2 separate regions of the Anas platyrhynchos genome follow, and region 2 is linked to region 1. Evidence: chromatin contacts called from public Hi-C data. All regions are on one chromosome and are shown on one strand. Each heading gives the region's core, a stretch centred on a gene start, on an enhancer-like site or on the middle of the called end of the contact. The rest is flanking DNA. Distances are from core to core; before and after follow the strand shown. Region 1 holds the start of MFAP3L (microfibril associated protein 3 like). Region 2 holds the start of CLCN3 (chloride voltage-gated channel 3).

Region 1 (7,042 bases), core at 2,971-5,470:
CTGTTTTTATGTACCCATGCCGTAAAGGCTCCTTTATTTCCAAACCCCATGTGTCAGGGAAGTCTGCTCTCCTCTGCACCAGGGAGAAGCTTCAGGTGCTTTTGCTTGAAATTGGCCTGGAAGCATTAGGCCTCAAATCAGAACTGGCAATTGTGTTATTCTTTTACAAACAATTACTAAGTTACTAAACAAACAAATGGAAATAGGCTCAAAATCCACTTGAAGGTTTATTGGTTTGTCTTCTTTCTGCAAGTTGCTGTGAGGGAGGGATGGGGGGCAGAGGTGCAGGTGCTTTCACCAGCCCTTCTTTTATTTCTGCATGTCCTAAAGAGCTTGGCAACTTTTAAACAATGGCTCCAAGCCCTCTGAGCTAGTTTTTTGTTCCTTCGTTGTGAAATTTTCCCTTCAAATCACAAGAGGTGTGTATTTCATTCTCCCCTTAGGGGCCAACAATTTCTACGGATATACCTGACTTTGGTTTAGCATAGCCATGTGGTTAGGCTTTCTGATGCCCACACTGCTGAGGAGCCCAAGCAGTACCACCTTCATCACAAATACAAACGTGCACAAAACTGTCCACATACCATCTTGTGCAAGAGAGCATTCTAGTGACCACATAATCAATGTTTTTCTTCACTTTTGGAGTGTGTCTACATCAGAGCGCAGGAAGCTCCCTCAGAAATGAGTAATGAAAATGGATCACTGCAGTGAAAGTCTTCTACACAAAAATTCTTCCTCTCCCAGGTAGAACAAAAAAGAAGGGTCGTAGTGGAGGTAGAAAACCAAGCTTTTTATTTTACCGCATACCTTAGAAGAGAAGGCATAGGGAGGAATAAAACTTACTTGGTCATTCCTATCCATACATTTGTAGAGGACAAAAAGGACAAAACCAACAGAACTGGAAGGTAACAAATCCAGAACCTCAGGCAACAATTACCTTTACGTGGTTTTATGAGCTAAACTTAAAAAACACTGTAAGATCAAAAGCTTCATACCTAATGTTTTTAAATTTGAGTTTACTTCAAAATGTAAGGAGGAGGACTGAGAACAGAACACAATGATTAAGCCACAACACTCTAGGACATGATCCAGAGTAAGGAATTTCTGACAGGACTGGTACAAAGCAAGCTCTCTCCCCTGCCAGTTACCAAAAGAACTGTCTCCTTGCACTGGGTTTACATGGCAAGGTGTTGGCAGCAAGGGAGCTTCAAGGACGGCTTCTGTGAGATGAGAGGATGGGGCTGCCCCTGTGCTGAACAGAGGCCAGTCCCCAAATCCTCCTTCTGGTGGCCCTGCGTGTCCAGGGTGCCTGGGCTGCTCCACAGTGAACACTAGGAGTGGATGATGGCATGTGCTCAGCAGAGCTTGGCTGGATCCTGGGTTTGAGCCTCAGGAACATCCCACATGCCGCTGTGGTCAAGCCACTCAGTGGAGTCCTGCTCCTGAGCCCCGATGACATCCTAAAGCTGTCCCTGTAGGTATGCAGGGATGTCTTCCCCGCTCCTCAGCATAATCCTGTCCCTAAGCCTCAGGGCGATCCCCCAGGTGTGGCTGTGGGCGATGGTTACCCAGCTCCCTGGCTGGATCTCGAGGCTCCCCGAAGAGCGAAGTATAAAACTGAAACAGAAAAATATTCTCAGAGGTCATCTGAAATCCTGAAGGAAATTGCGAAGAAATTGGAGAAAGTGGCACAAGACACACCAAGAAACTGTGCAGAAAGAAGTGTTTCAGGAAGGAAGCAGTTGCACACCGCTGTTCTCTGGTGAAGACATGGGCAAAGCAAACAACTGGCACTCCAGGGGCAGATGCTGATTAAAGTGCAAAGGCTGCCAGTGACAGAAAGACCTGCAAAAGTACTATATCCAAGATCTGCTCCTTGTGGGACCCATGGGCTGCAGGGGGACAGCCTGCTCCACCAGGGGCCTCTCCACAGGCCGCAGGGGAACTGCTGCTGTGTGCCTGGAGCACCTCCTGCCCTCCTGCTGCACTCACCTGGGGGGCTGCAGCGCTGGTTGTCTCACATTTTTCCCACTCCTCTCTCTCACAACTGCTGCGTAGCATTTTTCACCCTTTCTTAAATACGTTATTACAGAGGTGCCACCAGCTTTGCATCTGATTTCTAAATGGAATATCACCTCATGCATCTATATTGATTGGTAAGCTATCAAATGTGGTTATTTTCTACAATAACACTTGAAAGCTTCCCTTTTTTCTTTTGTTTCTCTGCTGTTACCTTATGTTGTGTGGTGCACAGGCTTGTCTCAGCTTTTCTTATGTCTACTCCACTGAGTGGATGGAGGGACCTGAATTACCCAAAACATACAAGTTAATTTCATCTTAAATTTCTAATGGCTTGATTACAAAGCTTGCCTGATTCTGCTGTCCAGATACCACTAATTAGTGATACCAAAATGCTGTTTACTGTAAGGTAAACGGATTTCTCCTATTAAACAATGCTGTGGTTTTACAGGGGTAAAATGTGCTCACTGTAGTACTAAATATAAAAGGTCAGTGTTTATCTGCGGCAGGCATTATCGAACAAAAGCACAACATTCCCAGTTTTATTCTTTAAACTCTTTCAGCTGTATATAATTTAATCTCAAGTAAATTAAGGAGATTTGATAGCTAACTGGGAGCTGGAGTGCACGTCCGGAAGGCCTGCATTGCAGCCCCCACGCAGCTGACCTCTGTGCACACATGGAAGTACGACCAGAAAGTCGGGAAGGAAAGCACCTGCACAGGTCTGCACACCTGACAAACCAGCATTTCAGACACTGCACGAGTTTGAAGCTAGCACTCCCGCTATCTCCCAGAGACCCTAACTAGCACTTCCTATGCACCAAAGGCATCAAACGTAGCCACCAGGGTGCACAGTGAGTTCAGAAAGGACGCCAAGCTTGCAGCATATGAGACACAGAGAATATACCAGGTAAGTGTATCTCAGGGCGGCAGCAAGCGCAGGATCAGCCATTTCAAATCCTGGGCAAGGCAGCCTGACCTGCTGCAGGGCCATCCTTCTCTGGCCATCAGTTTATGGTCAGAGAGCAGCTGTGCACCGTTGGTGCTGGAAAAGGCAGTTCCCCTTTACCACCCAGCTCTCTTCCTCAAGGCTGCTACACGCTGGTTGCAAGAGTGAGATGGGGAAGAAAGAAGTGGGCAACACGGAGGAAGCACTGAACTGAAGGAAACTGCAGCCTAGCAGCACTCGCCGTTGCTTTTAACCACTGTGGTGGCGCAAGTCCCTGCTGCCTACCTGCTCCAGACCACAAAGAGCACTGCAGCCTCCGTGGCCACATCTACCTTCTGAGCTGCTCACAGTGACTGGGAGGACAGGCATGGGAGCCACATGAAGCATGGGAGATGGTGACCTCCCAGGAAGGGGCCCAGGGCAAATAACTGGTGGCTCTAATGTCAGTGGTGGGCTCACAGCAAGACGTGGATGTGAATATAAAAATCCCAGTGCTGCCTCTTCACCGGGTGTGTTGGTATCTGAATTCCTACAGCCATTTCCCAGAACACGGGCTTACTGCAAGGTGGTAGCCACTTGGAGATGGACTAAAGAAAAACGTGTGAGTTTTCTAATTACAGAAATTCAATGTATACCTGACATGCACACAGAGAGCAGCAGCCAAGCCAGCGTTAAGTCACAGGTCAGTTGCAAGTAAGGTCCTGTGACCGAAACAGCTCCTCCATCACCAAAATGCTTGGCTGGGCGAGCGAGAAGCAATCACGACCTGTTCCCTCGGTTGGCACCTGGCTCTGGCGCGACCTGACAACATCAGCTGCTTCTTCCCCGCTGCCTACCGGCTCACCCATCCCGGTACCCTGGGCAGCAGGAGGCAGGCTGCCGGCAGCCCTGTCTTGCCCGTGCCCGCACCCACCCCTGCTCTCCTTGTGGGCCAGGCGGTGGGGCCAGCGCCCGGGCCCTGGGCACGGCTCCCTGGGGTCAGCGTCCCCCTGCTCCCTGCACCACCGCTGCTCTCCCCCTCGCCTTTTCCTCGGCGGGCTCGGCACCTGCCCCGGCAGCTCCAGCCCCCGCCGCTCCCCTCACCGCCCTGTGCGGCCGCGCCCGACGGGACCCGCAGCGGGCGGCCCCTTGCCCCGTGCCCCCGCCGAGGGCTGCGCCGCCGGCCCCCGGCCGCCCCCCGCGGGCCCCGGGGCCGCCCCCCGGCCCGGCCCCGAGCATGCTCAGTGCCGCCCTGACCTACTTTCCCTGCCGGCGCCGGCGGTGCGGGGGGCAGCGCTGCGGCACGGCACGGCACGGCACGGAGCGGAGCAGAGCGGCTCGGCACGGCTCGGCTCGGCCCCACGGACTGCGGCAGCGCCGCGCTCCGCCCGCCCCGGGCCCGGCATGGCGCTGCGCGGGGCGCGCTGAGGGGCGCGGCGGCGGCGGGCGCTGCCGCGGGGCGGCCGCCGCGCAGGTGAGCGGGCGGCGGGGGGGCGGCCGCTGCGCTCCGAGGGGCGCTGCCCGGTGCCCGCTGCCCGCTGGGCTCTGCCTGCCCCCGGAGCCCCGGCTGCGGGCTGGCTGGGGGCGAGGGGGCGAGGGGGCGAGGTGTCCCCCCGGCAGCTTCCCGGGGCTGTCAGAGAGCGGCAGCTGCCCCGCTTTGCGGCGCTCCGCACGGCCTCCTGCCGCTCGGCTGCAGCTGCCCTCTCCTCTCACAGGACTGCCTCGGGAGGTCAGGGGCGAGCGCGGAGGTGCCCCGAGGTCTGAAGCGGCCCTGAAGCTGGGGGCGGTCCGGCGGAGCTCGCCGGTGCTGCTGGTGCCTGCCGGGCCGGCTCGGAGCAGCGCCGGGCAAGCGGCTGGAGCGAGGAGGAGGCGGCCCGGAGCTGCCTGCGGGGTCTCGGCCCCCCGAGGGGTGCCCTGGAGCGACTCCTGCGGAGCCCCCCTGCTAACCCCGCTCGGGAGGAGAAGCACCGGCTGCGGGCAACGCCACATGCAAAATGCGACCTCGTTTGGTACGTATTTGGCTGGAAAAAAAACTGTGAAGTTAGCTCGTGGTGGATAACGCAAAGGGATTTAAAGGGGAAAACGCAGCATTTTAGTTGGTAAGAGCCAATGCGTTACGGAACAGTTCCTCTCTTCACTGCAGTAGGACAAAATACGGCAGCTCTCCTTTTAGCGGAGGCAATGTTTGCTTGGCAGGAATCTTTTGTCTGGCTTAGTGTGTACAGTGAGCAACAGCACCATTGGGTACCGGTGGTTGCTGTAGTAGGAATCTTCTTTCTTTCTTTCTTTCTTTCTTGAAAGCCATCTAATCTAGACTGCAGTATATCAACATCACTAGATTCTGAGTGCAACTCACACGGTTTGAGTGCACGTCGCATATATACTATTTTTTTCAGATACTTAGACAAATCGCAGACCATCACCAAGAAAAAGCTTTCTTCCCACTTTGTTACAGAGATGTGTGGTATTTGTCCAACACAGGCAGGTTTCCATTGAGAAAGCTTACAGATAAAATAGCTGTGCTAACTGTCACCAGAAGACTGTAGCATAAGACCTGGCTCCTCAACACTGCCTGGAATTTTTTCATCCCTGCAGCTCTGAGCTGCTGCCTGGCCATGCAGATCAGCACCCTTGCAGACGTCTCTCTGTAGTCTTAATTCTGTTACTTAGTTCTGCTAAGTGAAGCAATGGCATTTTCTAACCATATACAGACCCATCTGAGAAACATCACTTCCAAAACAGTATTACCTTTCACCAGTTACCGTGATTAAAATTATCCATAACAGCATTTTAGAACATCTTTTTTTTTTTTTTTTTAAATCTGTCAGGCGGGAAAGGTGTGAAGGGCAGATAAAACTTGTACCTTCTCCTGTAAGTTCCTCTATCCAGATAGAGGAATTCAAACTGATTTAGTGATTTTCATTTAGGTAACAAAAAAAAAAAATTGGTAGTGGACTGTCTTACTTCAGAGTAAAGTGGTGAAAGTGGTGCCTGATTATCAGAAATAAGGAACTCTGTACAGATGCGTAAATCTCTTATTTTGGAAGAGGGCCACAACAAATGGGGGAATTACATTAAGAACAGCCTATTTAGGTTTAACATTTAATTGTCCTGCCACTCTGAGAGTTTCATAGCAACAAAAGATTTCTGCTGATATGTTCAAGTCATGCAGGAACAGGCACTGCACACTGCATTGCCACCGCGCCATTGTGCGTGCAGTCCCCAGTCACACCTGTGTGACCGCACGGTGCCCACTCCTACCGGCACTACTGGGTTTTCTCCAGTATGTCTAGTCCCTGGATAGTGGGTGCACAATGCCAGTGGGCTGTGGTGTGCTATAGTGTAGCAGTTCACATGGTACAGTTTTCATTTACGAGCATGTTTCTGAACAGTTATTTCAGCATGATGTTGCTATGCTAGGTGTTCTGTGCAGAATCTGTGATCAGCTTATCAAAAGATGGTTAGGCAGTCATGCGACTGCAATATTAGTCACATTTTTCAGTCCAGAGTAGATAAAATGGCACAAAAGTCTGAATTGTAAGACGTTCTTTAGTAAATTTGTGAGTTCTACCTAAATGATTGCACCTAAATTATGGCCATATATTGATGCACTAGGAAAGGGCTGTATTGATCCCATTTGTATACAAGCAAGACTCAAGTTTCTGTGTGATGCAATGCAAACTCCTTTGAATCCTGTCTGCTGTCCCTTCTTGATTCTCATGGGGGAAGTAGGAACATGCACTTTAGCCTAAAATGATCTTTTCTTCTGCAATCAGTCCCGAATGGTTAGATTCCTTTAAATTCCCCCTCACAAATTTAATCCTGTCCTAATCCCAGCACCCACGTGTAACCTCTTTGCGCAGTATCCCGGAAACCAATAAATGTGAAAAACAGTCATTAAAAGCTGGTAATTATATGCATCTTGCAATTCTATGGGGATGTAGATGAATTAGTCATACTTTACTCTGTGTTCTCCCAGGTTTTTTTTATTCTTTTATATTCCCACTTAAATGAGACCCTTTTATTAAAATACTGTTTCTAGTTAAACTGTATGTAGTGAATTGAAAATATTCACTTATTCAAGGCATTTTAGAA
Region 2 (7,042 bases), core at 2,073-4,572, 140 kb after region 1:
AAGACAGAACACGATCACCATTTTCATTCAGTTTCTCCTTACCCTCCCAAAGTAGAGCACAGAGCCTGTTTCTGTAACTAGAAAGCCTAAGCAAAATGCAAAAAAAATGAAAAGGTTTAACATCTAGAAAGTTATCTCAAAGTTAAGTTGTTTTTTGTGTTTCTACCTTTGAAAAATGGGGAAAATCTCCCAAATGGGTATTTTTACAATGCTCTATTAGACACTATTTAAATCAATGTTGCTTTTTCTAATCATTTGCACAGATGATTTTTAAAAAGGCTTCCAATATTCAAAAACCAGTTTCAAATTAAATAGCTATGAAGGTTTGTAATTGCCAACTTTCTAATACTCCGAGCGTCTTCAGCAGAGGCTACTGAAAGACCATGAAAAAGCGTAAGTACTATGCAGCAAAGTCTGGAGCAGCATAACTCATACAAGCGTGGGTAAAAAGATGGCCTGACACCTGAAAAGCTTAAGGAAATCAGCCAATGCAAACTCTGCATTTTCAGGTATGATACAGAAGAGGGATTGATGCAGAAAGCATAGCTATGAGAACTTGCTTTCACAGCACTATCATGATGCTGGCTGGGACAGAGTTAGTTTTCTTTGTAGAGGCTCACACAATGCTGTGTTTTGGACTTTTGATGAAAACAGCAGTGACAGCACACGGATGTTCAGCTGTGGCAGAGCAGCTTGCACAGAGGAGCCTGCCCCAGGAGCTGGAGGGGACACAGCCAGGCCAGCTGGCCCAGGCTGCCCAAAGGGATGTCTCACACTGCCCAGCCTCATGCTCAGTGATGACAGCTGGGGCCAAGGAGGAGGAAGGGGGCGACACCATTTGTCTCCCCAAGAAATCACCCTGTGTGAGGAGCCCTGCTGGCCTGCAGCAGCTGGCACCTGCCTGCCGGTGGGAAGCAGCCAGTGGGGCCCGGTCGGGCTTTACCTGGTGAACTGTCCTTAGCTCAACCCACGAGTTCTCACACTTCGCTTTCTGATTCTCTGTCCCCATCGCACCTGAGGAGAGTGAGCAAGCGGCTGGGTGCTGCCTGCCAGGGCTACGCCACAAGAAGCAGGCAGGTGTAAAGTTGAAGTCTTAGTTTGGGGAAAACGAGCACAGAGGGTGTACAGGCAGACTCATGTTCAAGACCACTGCCGGGGCTGACTTCGTGCAGGTGGTTACAGCTGCTGCCAATGAGGTGACAAAGCAAGGAATTGAGGAACAGGCAACCTGGAGTCTGAGAACTAGGAAATTCACTCTTTAAACAACATGAATGACCAAGTTATAAATATCCCTACTGCCAGATGATTGTCAGAATTGACCCTGAAAACTCAATTGCACCATAACACCTATCCACATGCCCACAAAGTCACATAAGTAAGGGGAAGGAAAAAATTCAGTATGTTCCTAGAATGCCCTTTGGCAATGTTTGTCAGCTTGGAACGGCTGTCCCAGCTTCAGTGCTCACGTTCAACAAATGCAGCTCTGCTATTCAAATACTAAATTACGACACACACACAATCCCAGAACCCCAAAGCAAAATGGGAAAAACAAAACAATGCATCACATCAGAAGTGCTTAGTGAGTGAATCCCAGAAGATAAACCACTCAGCTGGACCTAGCTGTGCATAAAATAACCAGCTCACAGTGGATTCTCACTTGCAGGTTCCTGAATCAGTTTGTGACAAACATTAAGTGGAAAAAGAGCACAAGATGAAGTACAAACACTGTCATGAGAGAAAAATGCAGGCAAACTCATAAAATAAGCAACTTATAAAATAAGGCTCTGAGCAATGCATTCATGAACTTTAAGTGAAGACCAACTGCTGCAAAGGCCTTTCCTGGCTGAGGATTTGGATAGGCTTGTTCTTATTAGCAGTCAATATAAAAAGTACAGATAGAAAGAAGGGATAAAAAACGATCCCAGGGTTATTTTAACTTGCAAGTATATACCTCAGACAGAATAGTAGTACTGTAAGCCACTCATGAACAGGACACCATAGAGATTGCAAGAAAGTCAGACATGGAGCTCCCTAGACCAGTGAAAATATGTTTCTAGAGGTATTGCAACACACGTTGTGCACATCATCTACTACTGCTATGCAAAGAGTTTAAAGGAGTGACATACCAGCAATATGTCAGTATGTATGGAAGGAAACAAAAAACAAGCTCCATTTTCCAGGGCACAGCATACTGTGTATTTTCACGAGTGCTGCAGGTAGATGCAAAGTCATTTTGTTTCAGGCTGGGAGTCTGAAGCTAGCTGCAGTTTCCCCAGAGCAGAACGCTCCCCTTTTTGATGGCCTGGAGCAGCAAGTTTACATCTGCCTGCTGACCAGGGACATCACGTTTAAAAGGCTTAGCCCATTTATCTGCTTTGCCTTAGAAAAACTGATGGCAGCAGTTGGTGACTTCTCTGGGGATTCTTTTTACTTTGCAGGTAAGCTTCCTACAACACACAGATGCATTGTTTAAACTTTACATTACAGAGCACTCAAGTTTGTTAAAATAGAGAAATAGCATTGACAACTGTCTGCTCTCGAACCTGCCTCCCCAGCACGCCCTCCCATTCCAGCAGCCGGTTTTGCCGAGGAGCATCCACGTTGCTAAGGGCCCCGGAACAGAGAATCCACCGCAGGGCCAGCAGACGGGGAGCGCAGGGAGCCAGGCAGCACCAGGGCCCCTACCGCTTCGGTGAGCACCAACTTGGTTTCTCTCACCAACTCTGTGCCCTGAACTTTGAGGTCCTACAGCCCTAAGAATGAGGTGCGGGTACCAAGAGGGCTCGGAAGCGCGTTCCGTTCCGGTACATCCACCCTAAAACACTTCCAACACCCGGTGCTTAACTTCGTATTCAAGCCGAGCACCAGGCACGCCTTTAACACGCTTTTTAATCGCTGTCCAGGCCTCGTTCGTGCCCAGCTCGGCAGCTCGGGGTGTGACACAGCACATTCAGCCCCCGGCAGCGCGCACACCCCGGCAGCACGGGGCTCGGCCCGCTTCAAGCGGCAGCGCCACACCAGCCCCGCTCTGCCCCGCTCCGCGCCGGGACGCTGCCGGGCGGGCACCCTGCCGGCCTGGGGGCCGCCGCCACCGGGCTCCCCGTCAGCCGCCGCAGGGCCCGGCAGGACGCAGCGGGCCGGCGCCACGGCCCCTCCCCACCCCCGGCCCCGCTCCCGGCCCTACCTGCCCGGCAGGCGCTGCCGCATCCTCCCGCCGCGCGCAGCCCGCGGCCCCCGGCCCAACGGCCCCCAACGGCCCCAACGGTCGCCCCTCGCTCCTAGCCCCGCCCCCGGGCCCTGGGGCTGCAGGCGACTTCCGGTAGGCGCAGCCGTGAGGGGGCGTGGCCTGGCCGCGGTACCGGGCGCCGCGGGGCTGACGTCGGCGCCGCCCTGCGCGAGGCGCGGCTCGGGGCTGCCCCCGCCCGCCCGCGGCCCCGGTGTGCGCGCTCCCCCCCCCCTTCGGCGCGCGTCGCCCGGGTGAAGCGGCGCCGTGGCGAAGGAGCGCGCTGCCCCCGCTCGGCCAATGGCAGCGCGGCCGCCGGGCCCGCCCGCCAATGAGCGCTGAGGGGGCGGGGCGAGGGGCGGGAGCCGCGGCGGGGAGAGCGGCTGCGGCAGCGGCGGGAGGTGAGCGGCGGCGGCGAGGAGGGGATGGGGCGGGCCGGGCCGGGCGCTGCGCTGCAGGGTCCCGGCCGCGCCCCTCACCCTGGCGCCAGCCTCGGCCCGGCTGCGGGGTGGGGGGGTGGCGGCGGCGCGCTCGGGCCGGGCTGGGGGAGCTCGGCTCCCTTCGGCATGACTCGGCAGCGCTCGGCTCCGCTCGGCTCCCTTCGGCGGGGCTCGGCTCGGCTCGGCTCGGTTCGGTTCGGTCCGGCGGCTGCCGCCGTGCGGTCGGGGCCCCCCTCAGTGAGGGGCCGCGGGGCGGGGCCGCCGCCGCCCGCCGCCGCCCGGTTCTCCTCAGTCTGCGGGGTGTCGCCGGTCGGCTCCCTGGGCTTAATTCGGCTGCGTCTGTGCCCTGCCGAGCCTCTTCCTTTCAGCCTGCTCCCGTGGCGCGGAGCCTTGCACTTCCCTTGGCGTTAGCAGCCCCCGTGGCTGGGGGGGATCCCGTGACGGCACCGAGCGGCCCCGGCCCGGGGGGAGCCCCGGGTGTGCGCAGTGTGTGAGGGTGCTGCCGGCGGGGCCTGCTGCCAGCGGGGCGGGGCCGCGCTGCACGAGTGCTGTCAGCGCGCTCAGGGGATGCCTGGATGCAAAAACAACCGTAAATGCCTCCTGTGCCTTTCCACTTGCAGCCCTCAGGGCATGGGGGGCTCTCCTGTGTGAAGATGGCCTCTGGGCCAGGAGTTTGGCTTGGTGCTTACCGCTGTGCTCTTCCTTGGGCCCATTCTCCTTGCACTCCTCAACCTTCTTGGCATTGGCCATGCCTTTAGTTTGGAGTCATTTGCACGGTTTGTGAGATAACATCCCACATGTTCCCCACAGCCCCCTGCCAGAATTAGCAGGGAAAGTAAGAGGGCTCCTCAGGAGCTTCACTGGCAAGCGGTACTGCTGTGCTACCTGTTGGCTTCGTGCTAGCTACTTGCTTCTTCCCTGCCCCCATTACAGGTCTTGTCCCAGTTTCCATCCTTCTGATTATTTGTGGTTTTATTTGTTTGTTTTGTCATTCACCTAATGAAATGCTTTGCAGAAGCTCCTATAGATTAGCTGTATAAGTTGTCAAGATCAAGTCATCTTTAGAAGAGAGATGTGAAGTTGGCTCGATACGGTCTACTTCTATTAAATTCACTAAGGGTTTTATTGCACTGTTTCTCTCTTTGATTATTGCTTCTCTTAAATTTGGTCAGGTAAATATCATTTGGATTACTTCCATCCTAATGGAAGTGTATTAGAAAGCTTGTGGTTATGTCTCCATTTCATTCATTTTCCCCGTCACTGTATTGCTTAGCATCTTTCCTGGATATTTCTGGTGATTAGATAGTAATGAGATGTGATAGTTGTTCCACATGCAGGTTGCTAGTGTCTTATTGTTACTAAAATATTCTTAATATACAACTTGAAATGCCATCAGCATTCCGCTACATAATGCGGTTTAATCTCAAAAGCTAGTCCAAGTAGTGAGAGAGTGTATTAAAAGTACTGAGTTGCACCATTTTGTAATGAACACATTTTCTATGTAATATGGACAAATAATCTAAGTTTTCAGTCAGAATTAAGGTTATACTTTTCTATATTCAATAATGATTCTAAACTTGACTGGGAATCTCTTGAATTTGGTCTATTTTTGGCTTAATTATAGAGAATGATATCCAAAATACTGGGTTTAGTGCTTCTTAAGAATTAACAAGGAGGGATTTTTCCTCTCCTAGCATACTTTCCCAAGTAAAGTTGAACAAAAGATTGTTAACCAGATGCTATAGTGCTGTATGATGTCCCCTTGCCAGCAGAATCAGTAATTATAGCCACTAACTGCTTTAAAGATTAAGTACAACCTTTTTTTGTTATGTACTGTATGTTGAGGTGAAAGATTGTAGCCTTTCTAGCAATGCAGCCTTTTTTCTACACCAACTGAAAAAAATGTACAAAAATAGAATTGAGATAAGAGTGGGCAATTTTCAGGAAAACTACAAAGCATGTGATGCAACTGAAGAGACAAATTAGTTCATGTTTTATTTTTTTGTTTTTTTTTAAATAAATGTAACTTGTTGTTGGGCTGGAAGACTAATTACAGCTAACTAAATCTGTTTTGTGTTTTTTGCCTAGTGCTTGAATAAAGATGCCTTAAGAAGATAACTATGGATAAGTATATTAAAGTGCAAAAAATTGGAGAAGGATCCTTTGGGAAAGCAATTCTTGTCAAAGCTAAAGAAAACAGCCAACAATATGTTATTAAAGAAATTAACATCTCCAAGGTGAGTGGTAGTATTAATTACTGATTCATTGTTTTTGTATTCCTGTCCTCAAAAATCATTATCTTCCTTTTGAAGATGTCAAATAAGGAGAGAGAAGAATCAAGGAGAGAAGTTGCTGTGTTGGCCAACATGAAACATCCAAATATTGTCCTGTATAGGGAGTCATTTGAAGGTAAGATTAGTTAATAAAGTGGAACTTGAGATAAGTGTGACTTTAGCAGTGCATACATCATACAATTCAAAAATCAGTGTTTCTCTTTTTACTAATTTTTCCATCCTTTTATTCCTTCAGTTCTTTCTGGTTGTAGTTTTTCAAAATTACCATGTACATTACAAAAAAAGAAATTGCAAATATCAAATAGAAATATTCTTGTCCCTTTCTAATATGATTCAGTTTTGGCTGATGCTTAAATGAAACGGTTGTGTTTTTCTTTTTCTCTGGAGTGTGAGTCTCCTTGAACAATTGTGTGTGTATTCTAACAAGTTGGATGCTTATGTGTTTTTAAAATAAGTATGGTCTAAATTTGGATATTGGCAAACTGGCAAGAGCAATTTTATCTTGGTCTGCTGTCTTAGAATACAATCTTCAGTAATTATGATCATATCATTGCTTTCAGAGATGGAAAAATAGAAGGGACTGTTTCCTTCATCAAGCTTTGAAGGTTTGAAGCTTTGAGAGATTTAATTCCAAACTGTTTTCACAGTGAATGTCCTAGAGAATAAGCAGAACAGATAAAAGATTGTGTGCCAGAAAGAGCAAGGCTATAGAGCCTGCTCTCTAACACTGCGGTGGTGGTGGCGTTTGTTTTTTGTGTTTTTTTGTTTGTTTGTTTTTACTTTTTACAAGATAGATCCTGTAATCTGTAGTTCATGTTGCTTCTTTCTTGCTGAAACACATTGACTTTGACTTTGAACATACTGATTTGGTTTATAAAACAGAGCTATTTCAGCATCAGGTCCACAAGAAATTCAGGCTGCTAGGATAATCATTTAAAATAATTCCAATTAGAAAGCTTAAGGAAGATACGAACACCTTTAAACTTAAACAAAATAATCTTGTTATGAAAGACAAATTTTGGGAGCATTTGGGAGACTTGTGTGACTCAGATGCTTTCATTAGGTTTGACTCAGTTTAAATGTTA

What was found. A called contact is a pair of places that touch in the nucleus more often than the background predicts.
Region 2: a Hi-C map of skeletal muscle shows a contact between it and region 1, with 2.1 times the contacts expected there. The contact joins the promoter of CLCN3 here to the promoter of MFAP3L in region 1. A contact is called at or near these places in 2 of 8 Hi-C or Micro-C datasets (skeletal muscle and subcutaneous adipose tissue).

Annotation. Positions count from the first base shown.
Region 1 is chr4:29,240,971-29,248,012 of IASCAAS_PekinDuck_T2T, forward strand. MFAP3L (microfibril associated protein 3 like) reads left to right here and starts at 4,221. Exons shown (of 4, transcript XM_027456428.3): 1 at 4,221-4,421; 2 at 4,663-4,956. The coding sequence starts at 4,935. The region is part of intron 5 of LOC119716947 (a long non-coding RNA gene); the gene reads right to left.
Region 2 is chr4:29,386,056-29,393,097 of IASCAAS_PekinDuck_T2T, forward strand. CLCN3 (chloride voltage-gated channel 3) reads right to left here and starts at 3,323. Exons shown (of 14, transcript XM_027456427.3): 1 at 3,185-3,323. It overlaps NEK1 (NIMA related kinase 1), which reads left to right and starts at 3,471. Exons shown (of 32, transcript XM_072037322.1): 1 at 3,471-3,624; 2 at 5,752-5,900; 3 at 5,976-6,072. The coding sequence starts at 5,784.